Regions from separate parts of the Rattus norvegicus genome. Here regions 1 and 3 are each linked to region 2. Evidence: chromatin contacts called from public Hi-C and HiChIP or PLAC-seq data. All regions are on one chromosome and are shown on one strand. The core of a region is the stretch at or near the end of the contact, and the rest is flanking DNA. Distances in the headings are between cores, read along the strand shown.

Region 1 (4,329 bases), core at 1,203-3,702, 170 kb after region 2:
ATGGTATTATCAACCCCATGTTGCTGTCCAGTAATAAGCAGGTATTACTTTAATAATCAGAAAGGGGGCAAAATTCTTTATCTTCCTTTAAGGCAGTCACAGGTAGCCCAGGCTGGCTCCAGTTTGCTATGTAACTGAGGCTAGCCTTGAACTCTGAGCCATCTGTCTCTACCTCCTAAGTACTGAGATTACAGGCATACACCACTGCTCAAAACCTGTTTTGGTTTGGTGTGGTTTTGGTTTTTGTTTTTGTTTTTTGTTTTTTTGTTTTGTTTTGTTTTTGTTTTTGCTTTTTTGAAACAAAGTTTCTCTGTGTAGCCCTGGCTGTCCCAGAACTCACTCTGTAGACCAGGCTGGCCTTGAACTCCGAGATCCACCTGCCTAAAGCATCCCAGGTGTAGGCATGAGCCACCACTGCCCAGGACCAAAGCTTTTTTAAATCTAGGTTTTAAAAAACATTTTTTTCTCTAGCTTATAGAACATCCCATTGCTAAAACTTTAAAGCGACTGGGGTCCAGGTGTGTGAGCAGAGCTGGGAGGTCTGGAAGGGCTTTGGGCTGGGGCTGAACTTGATAACTTTACAGCCTTTCCAATCTGGAGACTACAGAATTTGCCATCCCCCTGCAGCAGAAGCCCAGTCCTCTGGTGGCAGGAAGACTTGAATTCCAAGGCTCGTCTGCCGTTCCCAAGATCAGTGAGTGGGTGCTAGACCTAGTTAATTTTTCCTCCTCCTGGCGGGCATGTCCTCCTTTTACCTGGACCTAAAGTGTAAGCCCTCTCTGTGTCACTAGAATCAACATGACATCACCTCCATGAAGCACAGCAATTCCACAGCGAAGACCCCTGTCCTGGCTCCCTCCCTAGTAGGACTGTGGGTTCCCTGAGCGTCAGGGCCGAGCCTGAGTCATGCTGCCTTCCCTTCCCTCCGGGCCAGGCAGACTCAATAAAGCTTCACTAAATGAAGCCATCAACAGTAGAAATGACCCAAGCATAAGGAACGCCCACGCCCCTCACAAAGCTTGAGTTTCTACCTCCCAGCCAGGGGCCCCAGAGAGGTCAGAGGAAGCAGTACGAGGTCAACCCACCTGACCAGGCAGGTGCCTCCAGGGTTCCCACTTTACCTAGAGCCTGCAAGGGCTTCTTCTGCAAGCTGGGGAGGGCCAAGAATAAATAAATTCGGTGTCACAAACCCTCACGGATATATATAGGCTGCACGGCCATAAGGAGTTACAGAAACAGGGCTCCCCACAAGGAGGAAATTTAAAGGATTCCTAAGACCAGAATAAATCTCAAGCCATCCCGCCCATCAGATCCTGATATGGCCCTGAAAACCAGGAAAGGAGTGCACTTCAGCAAGCCCAGGTCACAGCTGACTTCGGTTACTAACCCCTAGGGGTCCCTGACCCTTGTCACCAATGCAGGCTCTTCTGGTCTTAGTCAGGAATGGACCCCAGACCTGCATAGGCAAGACCCTCCACGAAGCCAGCCAACCCCAGAGGGCACCAGAGCTACAGGCCTCCTTACCCTAGGGCGCAAAGCCCCCTGTGCCACCCTTCAAGCTGTTTCTGCCCCCTCCTCCGCCCCAGGTTTGAGCTGAGCCCCATTCAGCACTGGGGAACCTGCACGGACTAGGTGGGCTAAAGACTGCGAACAGACAGACCTTCCTGTTCCCCACTGCGTGGAAGGGACCTTTCTCCAGACAACATTTAGAATCTATTCAGGTGTTTGCTGAGGATGAGAGAGTTGCGGATTCATAAAATGTCAGAGCCCAAAGGGGCCTCAAGGAAGCTCCTCCCACCCCTATAAATCGAGAAACTGAGGCATGACATAAGAGGTGACGCTCCCCACCCAGCTTGGAACTGAATATCTCGTATCCCTGGTCTTTTTTGGGGTGGTTCCGTGCCCAAGGTCACGCGGCAAAGCAGATACGGGTCTCGGCGGAACCCAAGTATCCAGGCTCCAGACTCAGAGCTCCGCAGCGTACAGGGTGAGCAACAAAACCTAGTTCCCAGTCCTCGCCCCGAAAGCGCGCGGCAGGTGCAGCAGTGCGCCCTAGAAAAAGATCCACGCCCTGATCCGCGCCCCCAATAAACGGCCTTGAACTTGGGCTCAGTCTCCACGGGCGCACGCGAACCGAGTCGCTAGATGCTGGGCAGCGACAACCTGGAGGTCTCGGCGATGGGGCTAAGGAGCTCGGTGGCAGGGGCCAGGATCCGCTTGGGTCCGCAGGGCCGCCCGGGCCAGGTGAGGTCGCGCCAGTTCCCGGAGCCCCGCGCCCCAGCCCGCCTTGCTGTGTCCTTACCCAAGACACGACGCGCAGGATGGTATGTGGCTGTCGCACCAGGGTGTAGGGGTCGAAGGCGCCCCCGGCTTTGCCCGCTCCGTACGCACCCCCTTCCATCGTGGCTGCACCGCGCGGCGCCCCCCGCTCGGCGCGCGCCACCGGCCCGTGCGCGTGCGCGGCGCCCCCGCCCCCCTCCCCTGCGCTCGGCTTGTGCAGTCCGGGGCTCCCCGCCAGGGGGCGATCGTGCACCGCCCGTGCAGCTCTCCGAAGCTCGCGCTCAGAAAGCGCGTGCAGCTGGGGTCCCAGTGTGGGGCGCGCTCCCTGCCAGCGGGATGACCTTTTTGCCAAATAACGCGTAGTCGGGGTGTGGACGGAGAATGCAGACGCATCTCCGCCTTCGGGAGCCCTCCGGACTGTAGCGCTATTCAGGAAACCCTTATCGTTATATATTTATTTATTTACTCATTTATTTGCCTCTTCTCTTTCGCTGTCTGCCCCAAAATTAAGGAAAGGGGCTCCGTTTGACTGTATATGGCTCCTTGAACCCGTCGCTGAATTGCTGGCTTCAGGAATGATTCTCTCTAAGAGATCTGCAGAGCCTCCTCGCCCCCCCCCACCTTGCTGCCTAGCTCCACCGATGACGTCATGCACGCGCACCCCCACCTGGAGGGAGCTGTAGGGAGGCAAAAACTGGGAGAAAAACAGACCTTGTGAGATTCTCTCCCCCTTCCACCGCAGCTCCCTACCCCTTTCTTTAATCCAGTAATTAATTGTACTTATTTCTTCCACTGTCTCCTCGGTCTGTGGGCTCCTGCTGTTCAGGTTTTGTTTATATCCAAAGGCCTCACAAACATAGGTGGTCAATAAATACACCCAAGCCTCACCCTCCCACCAACCCCAACACAGTTTGACCTTTAGGGCTCCTGGGGGTTTTTGTTTGTTTGTTTTTATTTGTTGTTTTTGTTTTGTTTTGTTTTTGAGATAGGGTCTCTTGTAGAGACTGGCCTCTGGAATTCACCCTGTGGAAGGGGATGGTTTTGAACTTCTTTCTATTCCTCCTGCTTCTTCATCCCTGTGAATGGAGTTTCAGGCCTGTGTTACCATACCCATGAGAAATCTTAGAGGCGGCTATTAAACTATGATCCTATAAAACTTCTAGAAGAAAACAAGAGAAAAATCTTTATAACTTTGTAGATAGGATGATTTTTTCATTTTTTTTAATTTATTTTATTTATATGAGTACATTGTAGCTGTCTTCAGACACACCAGAAGAGGGCATCCAATCCCATTACAGATGGTAGCGAGCCACCATGTGGTTGCTGGGAATTGAACTTAGGACCTCTGGAAGAGCAGTCAGTGCTCTTAATCACTGAGCCATCTCTCCAGTCCTTTTTTCATTTTTTTAATCTTTATTTTGTATTACTGTTTGCCTGCATGTTCATATGTGCATCATGTAAATGCAGTGCCTGAAGAAGTCAGAAGAGGGTGTGGGATCCCCTTGAACTCGAGCTACAGACTTTTGTGGGTCACTGGGTGGGTACTGGGAACCAAACTCTGGGCCACTGCAAGAACATGTATTATTATTAGTAGTAGTATTAGTAGTAGTATTAGTATTAGTATCACCATCATCTTATTTTTATTGCATAGTTTATGTATTTACATTTCAGAGGTTACCCCCTTTCCCAAGAACAAGTGCTCTTAAGTGCTAAATTCACTATATGGCCCGGGCTCAGTTCAAACTTGGGACGATTCCATGTACTGAGATCACAGACATTAGCCATCACACCTAACAAAGCATTTTCTCCGAGAAGCAGAGAAGCACGAAGTTCTATGCCACAATGTAGGTGAACACATTCTTACCTTTTCATGATCTATCTAATGACAATAAATTCACAGGGTGGAGCAGTTTCAATATCCAGCAAGCTAGATAATCCCACCCACACCTTGGTAATCTAGCCAGGTGATCTTTATTCCAATCTTTTTTTTTTTTTTTTTTTTTTTTTTTTTTGGAGCTGGGGACCGAACCCAGGGCCTTGCGCTTCCTA
Region 2 (4,877 bases), core at 1,865-4,364:
TATCATCCTACCCACACCCGGGCCCCACCTTGTTCCCTGCCCCCAGCACACTCCTCCTAGATCAGGTCCTCCACCCAGCCTGCCAGCCCTTCGTTGGACCTCTGTCTTAGAAGGCAAGTTTCACAAAAGCTGAGCTGTTCATCTTGTGTTCAGTTGGCATCCCTGATAGTTTGTAGTGCATGCTGAGCAATCACCAGTGATAGGAAAACTGAAGGCCATTCTCTGCCAACTAATGGGCACCCAGAACAGCTCCAGTCTGAGCTGGCTAAACAGTACTTCCAGTCTTTTGTCAATACCTGGCAAGGGCTGTAAGTCACCATGGTGAGGGTGGCTAGATCTTAGCTGACTCTTTGGGTCTTTTACCTCAGGGTGCACCTAACAGATCAGGTGTGGTGACACACGGTCTATAACCCCAGCACTTGGAAGGTTCAAGGTCATCCCTGGCCACATATCAAGTTCAAGGTCAACCTGGGCTATGGGAAACCCTGTTTAGAGCATTGCCAGGGTGGACATGTGACATTACATAGAAGTGGAACAGCTGTAGTTCTCACGCACAAAGAACATCTGCCAAGTGAAGGTTAGTCATTGTCTCCAAGGGCCTCCACCAGTTTCTGCCCCGCTGTCACTCAGGCCCTTCCTCCCCCCACCATATCCTTGTGCTGGATTAAGCTGCCCCTGGGCCAAATGGAATAATGTTGAGGGTGATGGTAGGCTTTTTACCTCGCCTTGGGAGGATCTGTAGTAACAAACTGAAGGGTTGGAGTGGGGCTTGCCACCTGTCACAGGAAATAGTAGCTGTATCCCTTAAGCCTAAGAGAAACCTAATCCTCTTTGTGTTCAAGGACTGTACCTTATCTAGGTACTTACACAGCAGGTATCTGGCACAAGGCCAGTATGAACAGGTGCAATTCTGGGCTGGCCCTCACTAACCCAGAGCCCCCTCCCTCCAGCTAGTCTTTACCTGTCTCACTACCTGAACAGCTCAACTCATCCAGGTAGCTATCGTATTCAACCCAGACCTTGTGCAGTCTATTAGAAAGAATGACACAGAAAACTTCCATGGCTACTTTCACTACAAAATAATTTATTACAGCAAACACAGCATCACAAGACTATGTACAAGCACAAAGCACCTGACTACCCTATTAAGGAACTCTCTTCTTCCCCCTTGCCTTACGGACCTCTTCTATCAGGTCTTTTAGATACTGAATCTCTTTGGCGAGAGAATCTGCCTTCTCTTTCAGAGCCTCGTTCTTCTTTTCTAGCTCTTTACACTCGCCAGTGAGGGCTTCCTGCTCAGCCCTCTTCTTCTGGCGGTACCTAGTAGCTGCTGTCTTGTTTTGCTCCATCTTTTTCAGCTTCTTATCCAACTTTTCAGTCTTCACTTTAGCTGTCACACTAACTCCAGGTGGGTCATAAGGTTTGGGTCGAGAACCACGAGGAACACCTGGAGAAGGCAGACTGTCTGGTGGGGCCCTGGAGGTGGAAGGGCTGTGTTGGGGAGAGCCCAGGTAGGACTCAGGGCTCATACAGATGCCACTGTCACTATCAGAGGGAGTGTCTTCCTCCTTTACACACTGAGGGGTTAGAGTAATATAAGCAGCAGAGTCAGGCTTCCTATCTCCTTCAGAGATATCAACCTCACTTCCCAGCTCTAAACTAAAGGAATGATCTGGAGTGGAAGACAGAAACCCTGGGGAACAGGGAAGAGGCTGCAAGAATGTAAAGGGGGCAGCCTGGTCGACTTTTATTACACTTTCTGGGAGATGGCCAATTGGGTTCACTGTCTGAGGGGGCTCCTTATTAGTCTCTTGGACTAGAGGGGCAAAAAGATCACATGTGTCATCCAACGTGGCCAAAAGCTCATCTGGCATGGTTTCCAGGTCATCCATTCGAAACAGAGCATCGAAGTCAAACTCTTTCAGGTCCATTTTCTCCAACATCCAATCTGTCCCGGAAAAGGCATCCTCTGGGGAAAAAAATTTCAGGAGAGAACGGTTCATACTAGAGGCAGAAAACCTTTAGAACACCAAACCCACATGAAAAGAGCACACTGGTGCAGGTGTCCTCCCTACTCACCCTTGCCGGTGTCTGAGGCACTGACCAACCCATCCATAGCCAGCCATTCTGAGGAGCCCGCCTTGTCGCTGGAGAACCCATGAGGTTTGAAGTGCTTGGCCACCTCCAGATAGTCATCTAAGAGACCTAGGCTTTCTTCAGCCCCCAAACCCGACTGGTCGAAGGGGGACATTAAGTCCCCCGCCAACACTTCGCTGTTCAGGAAGCTCATCTCGGTCATGTTGTAGGGATTTGCTGGTATCGAGGAATGTGCTTAACTCGAAGGTATCTTTGTCCGTTACAGCAACGCTGCTGCTGGGTTTCGTGAAGAGCCTGCATAAGGATCCAAAAGCAAGTTCAATCATCTTTCTATCTAGGATGCTGGATGACAAAATCCCAAAAGCTTCTAAATGGAGAGCACGTGGGCTCAAGGCCATTGTGTAAGCTTCCCCAGCCGCCAGCTCGGGTTGCACAAGATGGAGGCTTAGCTTTGCTTCACCGGCCACCCGGAGGAAGCAGCTTGTCCTCAAGTCCTAATACGGCCAAGGCCGTCGCGCCCCGCCCCCGTGACTCACACCCCCCCCCCGCCCCACCGCCATCTTGGCCTCGCCACGTTCGCAGAATGACACCGGGAACCCGGGGGGGCGCGAGACGACTAAGTTAAGAGAGGACGAAGAGGAAGTAGCAGGGTTTTAGGCACTACTCCCTCCACGCCGCCTGCCCAACCCTCCCCGTGTGCGCCGGCGTTGCGGGGCCACCCAAACAAGGCCGACGCGTCTGGCCGCTTGTAAAGCCGCGTATGCTGGTCAACGCGCCCAGGCCGCACCCAAACACAGCAAAGCACACGCCCGCGCAGTCGGCCCAATACTCACGCCATGGCTTAAGCCGGTGGGGGTTGCCGCTGCAGAGCCTGGTGCTGCTGCCGCCGCTGCAAAGGCCAACGCTGCCGCAGGCTCTGCTGCCTCTAATACGCCATGGTGGCCGCAAGCCCTGCGGGAGGGGAAGAGGAAAGGAACAGCGTACAGAGAGACATCTACCACAGAGCAAGCAGAAATGGCGGCGACACGCCCTAAACCCGCCTTTTATAGAATCGGTGAGGGACGCAGTACACCCCGTATCCTCCCACCGTGGTCACGTGATCCCGCCGCCGCTCCACCTAACCCTATCCCATTGACGCTCTGGCCCGTCCAAACCCTTCTCCGCTGTGCTCGGGGAGTAACTGGGGCGTTACAGAGTATCCTGAAGGCCCCATGAAGGAAGAAAAGTGCACTACTTTATAGGTTTGCGACCAACTGAAGTCACGTTCCGGAGTGCGGAGGGATCGCTCGTTACGGAACTTCCGGTGTCTTACAGGGCGTGGAGAGACACCTAACCAAAGCTATGACGGTCAAAGCCAAAGCTGCCTGGTTATCACGCGAGACGCCGTAGGAGCGCGCGTCGAGCTGATTGGCCCAGGCGTGACGAGTCATCTAAACCTTAAGTTTCTATTGGCTCTGAACCTGGGCGCCCTAGGAGCACTAATATCGGGAAGAGCCACCAGAGGTTCCGGGTACCAGACTCTTACAGCTACCGACTCATCAGAGGTCACCCCAATGTAGTTGCTCTCTCCGGCATCGCTCCCGGGCAGCTTTGGTCCAGCACGGAGCAAACAGCTTTCCAGGAGTGACACTTGGGCTGAAAGCCCTCTTTCCCTGTATTTGTTGTTCTCAGAACCAAATGGGCAGAGCTTTAGGCATATAGAAAGGTCCTCTGGAGTTACCTGGTCCAATCCTGTCAGTCCAGGGACCGCACTTTGAGACAGGGCGTTCATGTTGGGGCCTTATTGGGAGATACTCCGGTTCCTCCAGCCCTGCATCTTTCCTCTGAATCCTGTACTGGGAAAATATACCTAACCTTAGATCTAACCTACTCTAAAATATGCCCATCACTGCTGGTTTGTATAGGGTCAGTTCCCTTAATATTGTGTTTTATTCAGTTGGATCTCAAGCCCTAGAGTAGTTCTGATTAACTCCCAAGTCTTAACTTCCTGGTATAGCCTTACCAAGAAGTCATCCTGGTGAGTGAGCAGCTGCTTAAGTGGTTGGAAGCCCCAAGTACTGGTCAAGGACAACTCACCATAAAGGATGCTGTTTTGGAAGTGCTGAGAGGCCCTCTTCCCAACTCCAGCCTGCAATCTTTTGAGTTTCCACGTCTTTTTAAGTGACTCATACAAATACCACTCAATTGGCACAGTGCCCGCCCCTTACTGCTCAGTAATTATTTGCAAGCCAAGTACTCCAGTACACACAATCCTAGCACTCGGGCACCATGGTTCAAGGTCATCCTTGATTACATGGTTATTGATTGCTATTTATTAATTCAAACCTAATTCCCAAGTCCCTCTCTCCCTAACTCCATGATTCATCTTCCTTCCTCAGAGGACCTTTCATTATTATTTACTGAGACTAAAGCAACTAAATAAATAACGCACAAGGCCTACATAATGAGATGTTTCTATCGACAAAGAAGTCATGAGTACATGTGCACACAAACAGAAGTTTCCTAGTCTCTCCATGCAAAGGATAACTATGTCCTCCCTTTGCTCTGGAAACAGAAACAGGAGCCACAGTTATATTGTTAAGTAGACATCCCTTACATGTTTCTGTCCCCTAAGTGTAATGTATCCTACAAATGTTTTTTAACTTATGCTGAATTTGTAACCCCGTGATGTATTTGCTAAACTCCTGAACCTGTGATACATGACTGCCTCTTGCTATACAAAACTGTGTCTCCCCAGAAACCTTCCACATGGCACAAGCTTGCACTTCTTTTTATGGCCG
Region 3 (4,640 bases), core at 1,751-4,250, 130 kb after region 2:
TTATATATTTACATTATGATTCATAAAAGCAGCAAAATTAGCTATAAAGTAGCAATGAGATAGTTTTGTGGTTGGGCGTCACCACAACATGAAGAACTATATTACAACATTAGGAAGGCTGAGAATCACTGTTCTAAGACTTTCTTTAAAACCACTTTTCTTAGCTAAATGTAGTGGTGTATGCTTTGAATCCCAGCAATCCCGAGCAGATCTGGGAGCTCAAAGCCATACACTAAGCTGGAGGTCAGCCAGTGCTACACAGTGAGACTTTGTATCAAAACAATCAATCAAGCAAATTCAGCATGAGAGAGATGACTTAGTAGTTTGGAGCACTTCTGTTTCAGAAGACCCAAGTTCAGTTGCCAGAATCTTACAACTTACAACTGTCTAACTTCAGTTCCAGAGAATCTGGAACCTTCTTTTGCCCTCCACAGGCACCAGGCACGCACCTAGAACACTTACATGCAGGCAAAATACTCATGCACATGAAACTTAAAAAATAAAAACAAAATCAACCACACAGGAAGCCCTCAAATTCAGAATCCCAAAAGACAAATTCTTTTAAAGTACCACACTGACTAGAGAGGTGAGGTAAAATCCCTTAGAATGCCTTTTCTTCCAGGTACTTTACCAACCTGCCCAGAGATGCCCTTTCAAGACCCACATCTGCCCATTACCAGCCTATCACTACCCTCAACACCCAGACCCATCTCACTAGTTATATGAGACACGTGGACTGTACAGACCCCTCACCTACATGTTTAAAATTTGTATTTCCCTTGGGTATCCCTAATATCTTGCAAAAACTGAATGAAAAAATTAAAAAGGAAAGGAAATGACTGCTCCTAGGTATGAGTATGGTAGAAGAGAAAGTTTATTACTGTTGAAACACGGGAGAGCAGAGTCAGAAATGCCTAAGAGTCCATTGTAGACACGACCCTAAGTCTTGGGGGCAGGGAGTATAAAGGGAAGGGAGAAAGCAGAGGAACAGCAGTCAAAAGGGCAAAGGTACAAAGGAGGTTGGTAACCAAAATGGTTGACTTATACAGGAAGAGCAGCCTGCCCACCTGGGCTAAAGAGTTCTGGATAGGGGCTGAGGGATGCTGGGAGAACCTGGCAGCCAGGTTCACTTTGATATGTTAAATTGGTAGCTCAACTATTTGTCCCAGGGTTTTTGAGACTTAACAACATCCTTTGAAGCCTCTGCAGTTCTCTGCTGCCTGACCAGGGTTCCCTATGGAAGTCCACACTGACTGTACTATGGTGGATGCTCCTTTTCCCAAGCCGGACTGAAAACTCTGTGAGAATGAATACTCTGCTGATTCATCTTCCCAAGAGGCCCAGACTAGAGCTTGCAAGGTCATTTGCAGAACAGCGATATTGGAAGTGCTCTCACCAGACTCAGGACAAAGGACAGGTCACTGAGCCCTGCCTGGCCAGGACACCAGGATTTTTCTAAGGAGGGATGTCCTGAGAATGAAAGGGGCCTTATATAGTTATCTTTGCCTGCTCCTTCCCTAGCATCAAGATACTATGAGTTAAAAGTGTCCCCTCCCCTTTAATTAAGTCCACCAGCACACAGAGAATACATTCTCTGGGGCTGGGAAAAGTCTACATCCTAGCCTAACTGGTGTTCTTTGGGTTCCATCACATCCAGGAGACAGAAGATAGTTGACCCAGTTGACCTCTCTCTTGTTAGCAAGCCAACTCAGTACGCATCAGTCACTATTTTTCCCAGCCCTTCTTTCACTCAAGGTCACAATCATATCAGTGTTCCCCAGATGCTTTCTATAATGGAGACATTTATACAAGAGCCTTGCCCTCTGGGACCTCACAAAGCTGAGAGCCAAACCTCTCTCCTTGCAGAGTTTTACAAAAGGCCTGACAGGCACACAATAGTGAAGGGAAGGTCATGCCTCTCTTCCTCCACTTGTCAATGCCTCAGACCTTCCAGGGCGGGCAAGCTACTTCCCCTCATCCTTGAAAAGGCAAGGCCTAGTTCCTGACCAATTGTCTCATTCTGTGATGGACACTCAACCAAGCATCTAGCACGCAAGGGTGTCAACACGCTAAGAGGCCCCTGTCTTCAAAAAATCGACATTCTATTCATGGAGACACAGAACATCCAAAGGCAACTCCCACAGAGCGCCACGGTAGGGAAAGCCAGAGGATCAGCACCCTGTCAGTACTGATCCAAACAGTACTCTGTGCTAACATACATGTGTAACTTTACACACGTGTGAGAAAGATGCAGTGGCAGGAAGACTACATCAAACCGTGAGGATCCAGACTATCGTGTAGGGTGTAGGGGTGTCTGGAGCCAAACCTCACTTTCACCTTAGAGAAAGACCCGAGTGAGGCCACATGGGACCCGGTGAACTGGGAAGCAGAGGCAAAACTCCAAGCCATCACTTCTTTGAGGAGTCTATACCTTAGGGGTATTTCTGGATCCAGATTAAGTAATTTTAATCCTGCCTCTGCCGCTCAGCAGCTCCCTGATCTCGGTTTCCTCATCTGTAAAACCTACGGTAAACCTATAGTACTTAGCCATCCTCTACTGCTGCTGCGAAGCTTATGAATGTGAGGCGGTCCACACAATGCCAGAGATACAGCGCGCCTTACACAAGCGGGGGCGGGGGGGGCGATTTATTATTAGTCGTGTCCGCCCTCCGGATGGCCCGCTCGGCGGCGCCATGTCCCTTTCCGGCTTGAGGACGCTCCCATTCCGCAGGACCCCGGCGCCCTTGACCCTCAGAGGCCCGGCTCTGTGGCGCGCACGCGCAGAACTAGGCGAGGCTCTAGACTGGAAAGGGTCTTGCGCGCGCTGCAAGCACCCTAGGGCCTCTGGGGCGAGGGGTCCGCACTCTGCCATCTAAAGACAACAGCTTCTGCACCCGAGGACACACCCGAGCTCCCAACCCTCCCAGCCCAGAGAGCGGGTCGGTTTCCTCACACTCTGGAGCAGGCTCCTCCTCTGCGCCGCCATCTTGGAGGACCCCGCGGCGCGCCAGTCTCTCGGAGTAGCGAAATGGATGGCTAGAGCGGCTTCGACTGACCCAGAGATTATCCACAGCGCCCCCGGCGGAGAGGAGGCGCAGCACAGGAGCCTTGCGCAAGCGCGGTTTTTGCCCCCACCCATCCTCTGCGGAAAGAATGCTAAACTCCTTCGGTCTACTTTCTTCGAATTTCTTGTTTCCTGGGGTCTTTATGGGTGTGCTTTCTCCCGGATTCTTTTCGATGGGGATCCTGAGATCCTATTTAAAGCACCTTTGCGAGGAGGGTACAGGGGAGAACGATTCAGTTTACAAGAGCAGTGGGTGATGGACGGTCCGATCTTATAATGGGGCCACACAGAGCCAAGCTAGCTGACATTAGAATTGGAGAAGACTACAATTCCAAGTAGTTGTAAATTCTCGGAAATGAAATTTATGGATGGAAGCATGGAAGTGTGGTGTTAGTTGGCAATGTGGAATTGCAGGCCCCTAAGCGTGACAGGCCAGTGCCCCAAAGCAAGAGTGTGTTTGTTCAAGAAGCACGTTGCAGAAGCTCGACATGGAAATTCACACCTGTAATCCCAGGGTTTAGGAGGCTGAGGCTGGGGCTAGCCTGGACTATGTTACGCAGGAGGTTAACTCTAGAAGGGCTCCCAAAAGTAAAACATAAAGAATATGGTGCTCAGCTTCCTTGCTTAATCTAATTAATTGATTATTGATTACCATATCCTGCCTGAATTTGTCGTTTCCCAACAGCACAAAAACCAAGACTTCCAGCTGGGAAGCCCAGTAGCACTGCAAGATCCTGTCTCAAAAACAGCTACAACAGTCAGGAGGTGGCTGCCCATACCTTTAATTCTAGCACTTGGGAGGCAGAGGCAAGCAGATATCTGAATTCAAGGCCAGCCTGGTCTACGACGCTAGGACAGCAAGGGCTACACAGAGAAACCCTGTCTGAACACACACACACGGGGTTGGGGATTTGGCTCAGAGGTAGAGCGCTTGCCTAGCAACTGCAAGGCCCTGGGTTCGGTCCCCAGCTCCGAAAAAAAGAAAAGGAAAAACAAACACACACACACACACACACACACACACACACCAGCTACAAAAGAAGCATGCAGATCACAGAAGGTCGGCCCTAAGACTGAAACCGAGATGGAGGAGGAATGAAGAGAACGTGGCTTCCCTTGGAGGTCGAATGGAAAGTTACTGGGCTGCACAGGGTATGGTGGTGCATACCTTTAATCCCGACTCTGGAGGAAGAGGCATACAGATCACTGTGAATCCAAAACTAGCCCAATCTAAATAGTGAGTTCTGAGACAGTAGGAACTCGGCAATTAAGAGCACTGACTGGGGTTGGGGATTTAGCTCAGTGGTAGAGCGCTTGCCTAGCAAGCACAAGGCCCTGGGTTCGGTCCCCAGCTCCAAAAAAAAAGAAAAAGAAAAAAAAAAAAAAAAAAAAAAAGCACTGACTGCTCTTCCAGAGGTCCTGAGTTCAATTCCCAGCAACCACATGGTGGCTCACAACCATCTGTAATTCGATCTAATGCCCTCTTCTGCTGGTGTCTGAAGACAGCTACAGTGTACTCACACATATAAAATAAATAAATAAATCTTTAAAAAGAAAAAGAGGGCTGGAGAGATGG

Evidence for each region. A called contact is a pair of places that touch in the nucleus more often than the background predicts. HiChIP or PLAC-seq counts read pairs in DNA pulled down with a chosen protein or histone mark.
Region 1: an H3K27ac HiChIP or PLAC-seq map of oligodendrocytes shows a contact between it and region 2, with 6 times the contacts expected there. The contact joins the promoter of Syngr1 here to the promoter of Atf4 in region 2. A contact is called at or near these places in 1 of 12 Hi-C or Micro-C datasets (the A7r5 cell line) and 1 of 1 datasets of contacts at active chromatin or transcription factors (oligodendrocytes).
Region 3: a Hi-C map of kidney shows a contact between it and region 2, with 2.8 times the contacts expected there. The contact joins the promoter of Tab1 here to the promoter of Atf4 in region 2.

What each region holds. Positions count from the first base shown.
Region 1 is chr7:113,514,389-113,518,717 of GRCr8, reverse strand. It overlaps Syngr1 (synaptogyrin 1), which reads right to left and starts at 2,452. Exons shown (of 4, transcript NM_019166.2): 1 at 2,303-2,452. The coding sequence starts at 2,401.
Region 2 is chr7:113,682,918-113,687,794 of GRCr8, reverse strand. It overlaps Atf4 (activating transcription factor 4), which reads right to left and starts at 3,114. Exons shown (of 3, transcript NM_024403.2): 1 at 2,931-3,114; 2 at 2,080-2,391; 3 at 1,056-1,969. The coding sequence starts at 2,299. The coding sequence ends at 1,146.
Region 3 is chr7:113,554,517-113,559,156 of GRCr8, reverse strand. It overlaps Tab1 (TGF-beta activated kinase 1/MAP3K7 binding protein 1), which reads right to left and starts at 3,000. Exons shown (of 11, transcript NM_001109976.2): 1 at 2,954-3,000. The coding sequence starts at 2,986.